3 separate regions of the Sus scrofa genome follow, and all the other regions are linked to region 3. The links are chromatin contacts, called in public Hi-C maps. All regions are on one chromosome and are shown on one strand. Each heading gives the region's core, a stretch centred on a gene start, on an enhancer-like site or on the middle of the called end of the contact. The rest is flanking DNA. Distances are from core to core; before and after follow the strand shown. Region 1 holds the start of FAM47E (protein FAM47E). Region 2 overlaps SCARB2 (scavenger receptor class B member 2). Region 3 overlaps CCDC158 (coiled-coil domain-containing protein 158).

The links. A called contact is a pair of places that touch in the nucleus more often than the background predicts.
Region 1: a Hi-C map of liver shows a contact between it and region 3, with 2.0 times the contacts expected there. The contact joins the promoter of FAM47E here to the enhancer-like site in region 3. A contact is called at or near these places in 1 of 5 promoter capture datasets (fetal skeletal muscle), 6 of 47 Hi-C or Micro-C datasets (fetal liver, heart right ventricle, liver and 1 more) and 1 of 2 datasets of contacts at active chromatin or transcription factors (skeletal muscle).
Region 2: a contact with region 3 is called in a Hi-C map of liver, with 2.2 times the contacts expected there. The contact joins two enhancer-like sites. A contact is called at or near these places in 1 of 5 promoter capture datasets (liver), 7 of 47 Hi-C or Micro-C datasets (embryonic fibroblasts, heart right ventricle, liver and 3 more) and 1 of 2 datasets of contacts at active chromatin or transcription factors (skeletal muscle).

The regions. Positions count from the first base shown.
Region 1 is chr8:71,938,962-71,941,918 of Sscrofa11.1, reverse strand. It overlaps FAM47E (protein FAM47E), which reads right to left and starts at 1,622. Exons shown (of 8, transcript XM_013978791.2): 1 at 1,328-1,622. The coding sequence starts at 1,401.
Region 2 is chr8:71,879,577-71,882,496 of Sscrofa11.1, reverse strand. The region is part of intron 2 of SCARB2 (scavenger receptor class B member 2); the gene reads left to right. Among named protein-coding and RNA genes, the nearest start is that of SCARB2, 29 kb to the left of the region's middle. Within about 2 kb of position 1,661, at least 7 of the 83 cell types and tissues checked have an H3K27ac peak or open chromatin away from gene starts, as enhancers often do. A contact at or near this core is called in liver, where this site is marked.
Region 3 is chr8:72,072,342-72,075,086 of Sscrofa11.1, reverse strand. It overlaps CCDC158 (coiled-coil domain-containing protein 158), which reads left to right. Exons shown (of 22, transcript XM_021101466.1): 2 at 148-290. The coding sequence starts at 249. Among named protein-coding and RNA genes, the nearest start is that of CCDC158, 15 kb to the left of the region's middle. Within about 2 kb of position 1,421, at least 3 of the 83 cell types and tissues checked have an H3K27ac peak or open chromatin away from gene starts, as enhancers often do. A contact at or near this core is called in fetal liver and liver, where this site is marked.

The DNA.
Region 1 (2,957 bases), core at 373-2,872, 130 kb after region 3:
GCCAAGGGCTGTGAGTGGGAAAATGAGTAATAATAAAGGGGTAGCATGAAGTAGTTCTCTTATGGCGAAGAAAAGTTTTGTATTTTGATGTATATATGAGACAACATTTTTTTTCTTTTTAGGGTTGCACCTGTGGCACATGGAGGTTCCCAGGCTAGGGGTCGAATCAGAGCAGTAGCCACCAGCTTACGCCACAGCCACAGCAACACCAGATCCTTAACCCACAGAGTGAGGCCAGGGATTGAACCCACAACCTCATGGTTCCTAGTCAGATTCATTTCTGCTGCGCCACAACGGGAACTCCCATGACAACATTTTACAGAACTATACACACACGAAAACTGGTGAAATTCAAGTAAAGTCTACAGTCTAGTTCACATATGGCACCAGTGCTGATTTCCTGGTTCCATAACAGTACTATCTTTATGCAAGATGGTACCACTGGAAGCAGCTGGAGGAAGGGTACATGGGACCTCTGCACTATATCTGCAACTTCTTGTGAGTCTATAATTATTTCAAAACAGAAAGTTTGAAAATGGGGGTGGGAGAAGATTCTCAAAGAGTTGGTTAATTGCGAACATGTACACAGCGTGTGTATGTGACCGTAACTGCTTAACGTGTGCCATGTAGGTTAATCTTCACTACAATACTGTAGAGTTAATTCCTTTTATTGTCCCCATTTATTGTTAAGAAAACCCAGCCGGGAAAGAGCAGCTAACTTGCCCAAGGTCACCCGTCAAATAAGAGGAGAATGTCCCTTCACCGCTAGCCTTTCTGATTCTAGACTTTGGAATCTTAACCGCCACCAGGACAGCTTAATTCCGTTCTCAAATACAGATCAAGAAATTAGCAAAGAGCCTCGGCTTCCTGCCCTGTGGCAGTGACACCAACCATCGAAAATGGCAGCAGACACACGCCAGTACCCGAGGCACTCCCCAAACACGGGCTCAGCTTGGCCGCAGTCACCAGCTGGGTGGCCAAGGTGCAAGATCCAGCTGCTAACCCGGAGAAGGGTGGGTCGCAGACTAAACCAGTCTCCGCGGAAGACTGTGACTATTAGTTTCCCATCAGGAAGGCGTATATTAATCTCCATCTCCTGAGGGGTTGGGAGGATAACAGAAAGATGTCCTTTGCAGTGAGGGGCGTCGCGCGCGCGGTTATATTCCATTCCGGTCATTTAGGAGCGGGACACCTTGAGAGTGAAAGGCAGCTGAGCCCTCCCTCCGCGGCCCGGGGCCCTCCCCCGTCCCCAGCCCCAACAAGCACGAGGTGCAGGCGCCCCCAAGTGGCACCGGCCCGATGCGCCCTCGCGAGGGCGCGCGCTTACCGGGGCCCGCAGCTGATGCCCACCGGCACCCGGGCCTGCGCTGCGGGCGGGAACCGTACCCTGCGGTCAGCCATGGTGCCCGGCTGCCCGCTCGGCCTTGTGTAGGGCGCGTTCCCAGCCGCTCGGGTCGCTAGGAGACCGCGGAGTGGTGCGCGGCCCAGACTCGCCCCCGGCGCGCCCTTGCGCAGCTCAGCTGCTCCCCGGGAACCCGTGGCCCTGGGGTCCCTGCGCCCCCCAACTCCCGCCGCCCCCGAGCCTTCGCCAGCGCCGCGGTGCGTGGACCTTGGCAGCCGAAGTACGAAGGATCAGGTTCTGGTGTCATCGTGTTTGAATCTGTTGGGAAAGCGCGTTCAGGCTTTTGGGGGGGGGGGGCGGTCACCATCGTTTCAAAAAATTTGTTGTTAAAGCAAAGGAACATCGCGGCTGGAGAGGCAGCAAGAGAAAGAGTGAAAAGACTAGACCCATTTCTAATCGTGAGAAGGCCTTTTGGCACGGAATGATTTTCTGGAGGTCTGGGTACTCCGTGAGCCTCACCGCCTCTGTAAATCCAGGGCTGCGTACTGCTATCTAGCTAGTCACCAGCTGGATTCGAGTCCCTTCCAGATTTGTGTTACTTGACTCTTGCCTCAACGCACTTCAGCAGTGAAATTGCTATGCAGTTGGCCCTGGTAGGCAGATGCCCAGATGAATATGGATTGAGGGAAGTTGTGTTTTGGGTTTGCCAAGTTCTCTTGCTACTTCTGAGTGTTCCTGATTTAAATAGTAAGCATCGCTTCTAGAGGAAATAGGAGCAAAAAATTCTCTTCTCGCAAAATTATTGCAGTAGTTATATTGTGTCTGTTATCGTGCAATACTTTTGTGTGTGGGGAATACTTTTTGTCGTCATTTAAAGATGTGTCTTCAAACTTCCTGGGAGTAAATTAGCTTCCCCCTTGGGCACCTGTTAAATATCTACGCGTGGTAATAAAGGTGCCCCAGCTGCTACTGGTTCTAGCATCTTCACTCGCTGCGTGTGTTCTGCTGCCTTTTCTGGGCACAGTGGAAAGCCCTGGAGTCCCACCTCCTGAGATAAGTCATGATTCTGTCACTTAATAATTATGCACCCCCCCCCAGGCACAGTTGCTGAAACTTGTTTTAGCTTCACTGATTTCACATAGAGTTATTGGGGAATTCAATGAGATAATGAATGGAAAGCATTTAACCCAGTGCTGGCAGGTAAGAATTCCTCGAGAACTCCAGAGTAGTAGTATTATCTCAGCTGTGAACTGGGGAATGATCATATTTGCCTGGCTACTTCACAGAGCTGTTATGAGTCAGTTCATGGAGAAAGCTACAAATGTCATCATGCTAATGAGCCCCATTAGTTGTTTATTAGTATCTTTGATAAGAACTTTAATACTAGTTTGATTGCAAATTCAAGCTTTTATTACTTTGAGGAAGTAGGATTTCTCCTTAGGACTGAGAGTGAGGGTCATGTCCACCTTGCTTCTAGTACTGTGCATGGCACACAGTAGGTGCTCATTCAACACATCTTGTCTGTTACGGCCCTGCTAGGTGCTGGGGATGCAATGGGGAATAAAACAGACCGGGTCTTTGTGATCCTTTTACAGGGTTTTGAGGCAGGAGGTAG
Region 2 (2,920 bases), core at 412-2,911, 190 kb after region 3:
GAAACGGAGACAGAGAAGCTAGTAACGGATGAGCCAGGATTGAAAGCCAAGTCTGGCAGCCAGATCTCCACCCATGCTGTACCCAGGGTGCTTATCACTGCTTCTAGGAATCCTCAACAGAGAGCAGGGGTTCAGTGGAGCATAGAGATGACTTGGGAGATGGGATTGTATTGTGTTTTCTGTATCTAATTTATCCCGCGCCTCTGAGGAATTTAATGCTGCAGAGATAGTAGTTTTCCAACTGATCAAAATTATTCCTTTTGGTTTCCTTGTCTCAGGCATGTGGTTTGCCTTCTGTGATGGCGAGGTTTCACCTAAAGATTCAGGAGTTTAAAAATTATTTTTTGTTTTAAAAAGTAAGAACGTCTTTAAAAAATTTATTTATTTATTTATTTATTTGCTTTTTAGGGCCGCACCTATGGCATATGGAAATTCCCAGGCTCAGGGTCGAATCGGAGCTGCAGCTGCCAGTCTACACAACAGCTACAGCAACACCAGATCCTTAACCAAGGAGCAGGGCCAGAGATCGAACCCACATCCTCATGGATGCTAGTCAGGTTCACTACCACTGAGCCACAGTGGAAACTCCCTGAAAAAATATTTTCAATGAGAGATCACTAAAATCAATCATGTATTTTCCTGACAGATTAAATAGTTCATGGAGGATAACTGGACCTTTCCCAGCGAGGAGGGCCATCCTCATGATTAACAGTAAAGTGTATTCTGAGCCTGTGATGTCCTGGAGCCTTTGACATTAGTAGGTTTTATTAGCATCTACTGAGCCCTAGGGACCATCCCAGGTACTTTCAAGTATGGTTCCTTAATTAATTGTCTAGACCAAAGATTTTGCTTGGCCTTTTTTTATTTTTATTTTTTGCTTTTTTGTTTTTGACTGTGTTTCTAATTCCAGAAGCTTCCTTGGTCTTCTCCGCTACCGTAGAGCAGGAATCCATCACTTCTTGCTCTCATCCTGCTGTTCACCAGGAGAGCGTCCTGCCTCTGGTTGACTATTGTTGATTGGCTGTCAGGGGGATTTGGGTAGCAAACTTGGTTTTGTTTCTAAAACTCCCTCTCCTTTTCCCGTGGCCTCTCTGGGTCACCAACGTGACAGGCATGCTGGAAAGGGAGGCATTTTGAGCTTCCTCTGACTCTTATGTGTTGTGTTGAGACAGAGGTGTTCCCCCTGACCCCCGCCCCGGTTCCCTTGGTTTTCCTGGCCTCTGTGGGGTAGGGGGCCATGCCTGATGCCCAAAGGCACCGTCTTCCTTCAATTAGATGGCTCAGCAAAGGCGAGTCATGCGGGAGGGCGGCTGGTGGCTGGGGGAAGTCACATGGTTAGCTGGAGTGACCTGACATAGACCCTTCGTGCCTCCAAAGACTTGAAATAGTTTTGTGGTTCAGGAACTCGTGGCCTTGACCTTTTGGAGTTTATTGAGAAACCAAGTCACGAGGCTGAAAGCGATCAGAGCCTCCACACTCAATTTCCCTTTAAAACATCAGGTTCTTACAAGGTAAGCAACAAAGATGACGTTTTTAAAGTCATCTTGAGAGTCAGTAAGCATACGTGGACATAAATGAAGCAGACTCTAGACCTGGAATTATTCCTGCCTCTAGGTGAGTGACCTCAAGCTTAGCGAAAAAAACAAACAAACAAAGAGAGCCTGGGCAAGGTCATTGATTTTTGTCATTAGTCAGAAAACTTGACAGCACTGAGCCCTGACTTCTGGATCTATGGTTGAATCCCAGCTCTTGGCTGCCTGGCCCAGCTCTCTGTGAGTACAAATTGGTATTCACCCTCAGGTCAGTTTTTTAAAACTTCTGTTTTCTTTTTTCTTATTTTTTTTTCTTTTTTCTTTTTTTGGTCTTTTTAGGGCCCCACCCATGGCATGTGGAAGTTTCCAGGCTAAGGGTCCAATCGGAGCTGCAGCTGCCGACCTATGCCAACGCCACAGCCAGATCCGAGCCAAGTCTACAACCTACACCACAGCTCACGGCAACGCCGGATCCTTAACCCACTGAGCAAGGCCAGGGATCAAACCAGCATCCTCATGGATACTAGTTGGGTTCGTTCCTGCTGAGCCACGATGGGAACTCCTGTACAAGGGTTTTACATGGCATCCTCTATCAGATTTTGTATGTATTTCTCGGGAACTGGAAAGTCAAGGACTTTTTTCTCATGGTTACTTAGATTTGGCATTTGCTTGAGGCAGTCCTTGGTTTCATCCTGCAGACACTTAGTAGGCACCTGTTAGGAGAGGTCACTTGATACAGAGGAGGGGGTGGTCAAGCAGGAATTAGACTTGGCCTCAGGTTCTGACTCTTCTGCTGTCCTGTGTCCCCCCATATGCAAAAGTGGGTTGAAAATACTTGATCCATCTGTATCATGGGCTTGCTGTAAGGATGAAATGAGATCAAATGGCATAGTGTGCTTAAACCTTTGGAAGAGCTGGGCAAGGGTCCAATATTTATATTACTGTACATAGCCTCGTGCTCAGCACTAGAGAGGAACAGAGACTTGTCTGCTTTTATGCATCTGTAGGTATACATTCGATTATTGTTGGCTTGTCTAATTTTCTTTCTTTCTTCCTTCCTTCCTTCCTTCCTTCCTTCCTTCCTTCCTTCCTTCCTTCCTGTCTGTCTGTCTGTCTGTCTGTCTGTCTGTCTTTTTAGAGCCACACCTAAGGCATATGGAGGGTCCCAGGCTAGGGGTTGAATAGGAGCTATAGCTGCCGGCCTACACCACAGCCACAACCATGTGGGATCCGAGCCGCGTCTTCGACCTGCATCACAGCTCACAGCAACCCCGGATCCCCAACCCATTGAGCAAGGCCAGGGATCAAACCTGCAACCTCATGGTTCCTAGTCGAATTCGTTTCTGCTGCACCACAATGGGAACTCCTATTTTTGTTTTAAAATCTAG
Region 3 (2,745 bases), core at 172-2,671:
TGAAAAGTTATTACTGAATTTCAAATATGAACAAAGTCAATTCTTTCTCTATGAACTTTTTGCATGTAATACCTTATTAATAAAGATTGAATCCCTGTCTTTTATTTTTTTAATTAAAAAAAATTTGTTAATCCTTGTCTATTATAGATAAGAACAAAAAGCCTAAATAGGGAAGCATTCATATTTCAAGATCTCTAAGAAGAGGTAGCACATATTTAATATGGAACAAAAACCTTGTGAAGCAAATAATGAAGAGCTCTTGTCAAGTAGTGGCATCACATCCAATGCAGGTATGTGTTTTTTATAAAACAAAATGGGAAAAAAATGAGAAATATGCAGTTATCATGTATTTGTTCAAGCTCCTATTTTTGTTCTAGTTTTAACTCTGCAGGGTGCAGACCTTGGTCATGAATGTTTACCAGATTATTTATAATTCTGCTTTTTTTAGTCTTTTAAAATAGCATATCTGTTTTTTAGCAGATGTTTACTTGTTTGGTTTCAAGATTGTTTCCATGTTGCGGCCCTTCAGCACAGGCCATGTTTCTCTAAATGCCTTCTCTTCCTTTGTCCTCTCCAAGCCCGAATTCCACATCATTTGACTTCTTTTACCTTAAATCCCCTCCCCTACACCTCCAGGTCCAGTCAGGTACCCTCTGCTCCCTCCGTTGTCCGAAATGTCTCCTGAATGCATCTTCTCTCTCCATTCCCTTGCCTGCCTCATTAGGATGTCTTAGTTCAGGCTCCCATCAACACTGATGGAAATTAATTCAGTCAACAGCAGGTAGGAAAACAGAAACAGGTGGAATAAATAGGTGGCACTTAATACAGGGAATTGGTGACACGGGTGTTGAAAGAGCTGAGGAGGGAATTCCTGTCATGGCTCAGAGGTTAACGAACCCGACTAGTATCCATGAGGATTCAGGTTCGATCCCTGGCCTCACTCAGTAGATTAAGGATCCAGTGTTGCCGTGAGCTCTGGTGTATGTCACAGACATGGCTTGGATCCCATGTTGCTGTTGCTGTGGCTGTGGTATAGGCCGACAGCTGCAGCTCTGATTCAACCCCTAGCCTGGGAATCTCCATATGCCATGGGTTTGGCCCTAAAAAGACAAAAGAAAAAAAAAAAAAAAAAAGCTGAGAAGCCTCACAGGAGATGAGACAACTCAGAGATTAGCCACTGCAGGAAGCTGCTACCAGCTTGGGACTAGAAGGACCCTGAAAATGGAAATGTCATAGAACCACGGAGAGAGCTGCCTGCAGGAGCCACCACTCACTGCCAGCAGCCCTTCCAAGGCCGGGGAGAGGAGCAGCTGGAGACAGACCAAGGGCCTGGAGAGGAGCCATCCATCTGTAACCTCTCGATGCTGCCTCCTGCCTCTGACCTTTCACCAGCACCTCCCATTGGGAACCTGCCAGGAAACGGGAAGGAACAGAGCCTGGGAAGACTAGTTCTCTACAACATGACAGAACCAGAACAGGGCAGCACAGAGGAGGCAGGATTATCCTGCCGTTGGGCAGGTGACCTGTACCCTGCCTGCTTCCCCTGCCTTGTCTCTCTCCTCGGGAAGAAAGCATCCCGAGTTCATTCTCAGTTCCAGGCCTGTGGTTTCACCAACCTGCTGAAAAACCTTTATGTAGCACCCTTGTTTTGTAAAAGCTTCTGCTCATTAGGATGCTCATGTCATCGTCACCTCCGCCCTGCTATAGCCATCAGCCCTCGCTCACCTCCCGCCTGCCCTCTCTCCCTCATTCTCATCAGGGGCACGGGCACTGAGCTCAGGAGCTGTCACTCCCTCTCCAGACACATCATCATCATCCCGTAACACCATTGCCCTCGGACATTTGAACCTAGTGTTCCAGGGAAATCACTCTGGCCCAAACGACTAGATTTTCTCTTTTTTGCTGACTCCAGTGACCTCTTCCCCTGCCCAACATTTTATTTTGAATTTTTCCAAAATGGCAGAAAAATTGAAAAAAATAGTACGCTGAAGACCTTAAATACCTTTCAACTGAGACACCAGTTGTCGGCATTTTACCATATTTTCTTTATCTCTATACCTACAATTTATATTTCATTTTGCTGAAGTTGAAGGCATCATGATTCTTGCCTCAAAACCTAAATGTGCATCATCTTAGAATAAGGGTGATTTTATACATGGCCACATCATTGGATCTAAGAAAATTATTGTCAGTGCTCTATCATCTAATTTGCATTCATATTTAAATTTCCCCAGTTGTTCCAAAAAAAAGTTAGTAAACTTTTCAAAGAATCCAGTCAGAGATCATGTACTGTATTTGTTGTCTGGTCCCTTTACTCTCTTTAAATCTGTAAGCAGCCTCTGTCCTTTTGCTGTTGTTTCTGATGGCATTTCTTTGAGTCCAGACCTGTTGTGTTATAGAACGTTCCACTTCTAGACTTTTCCGATTGTCGTGTTTAGATTCAAATTAAAATAATTGGGCAGGTTTTACGTAAGTGACATTGTCTACTTTTACATCAAACTTTAGGGAGCACACATTGCCAGATCCCGATGATTTAAAGTTAGACTTTCCCCTTTACAATTAATAAGTAACCTATCAATTACCAGGCTAGCCCTACTGAGACCTACTGAATGTCCTAGTACTAAATAATCTTTTACTCAGTAGTTTTAGCATTGACATTCCTTGCCTGAATTAATTATTGCATTGATGATTCTCTAGTTTTACCATAGTTATTAGCTTCTATTTTTCACAAAAGAAAAACTTTTA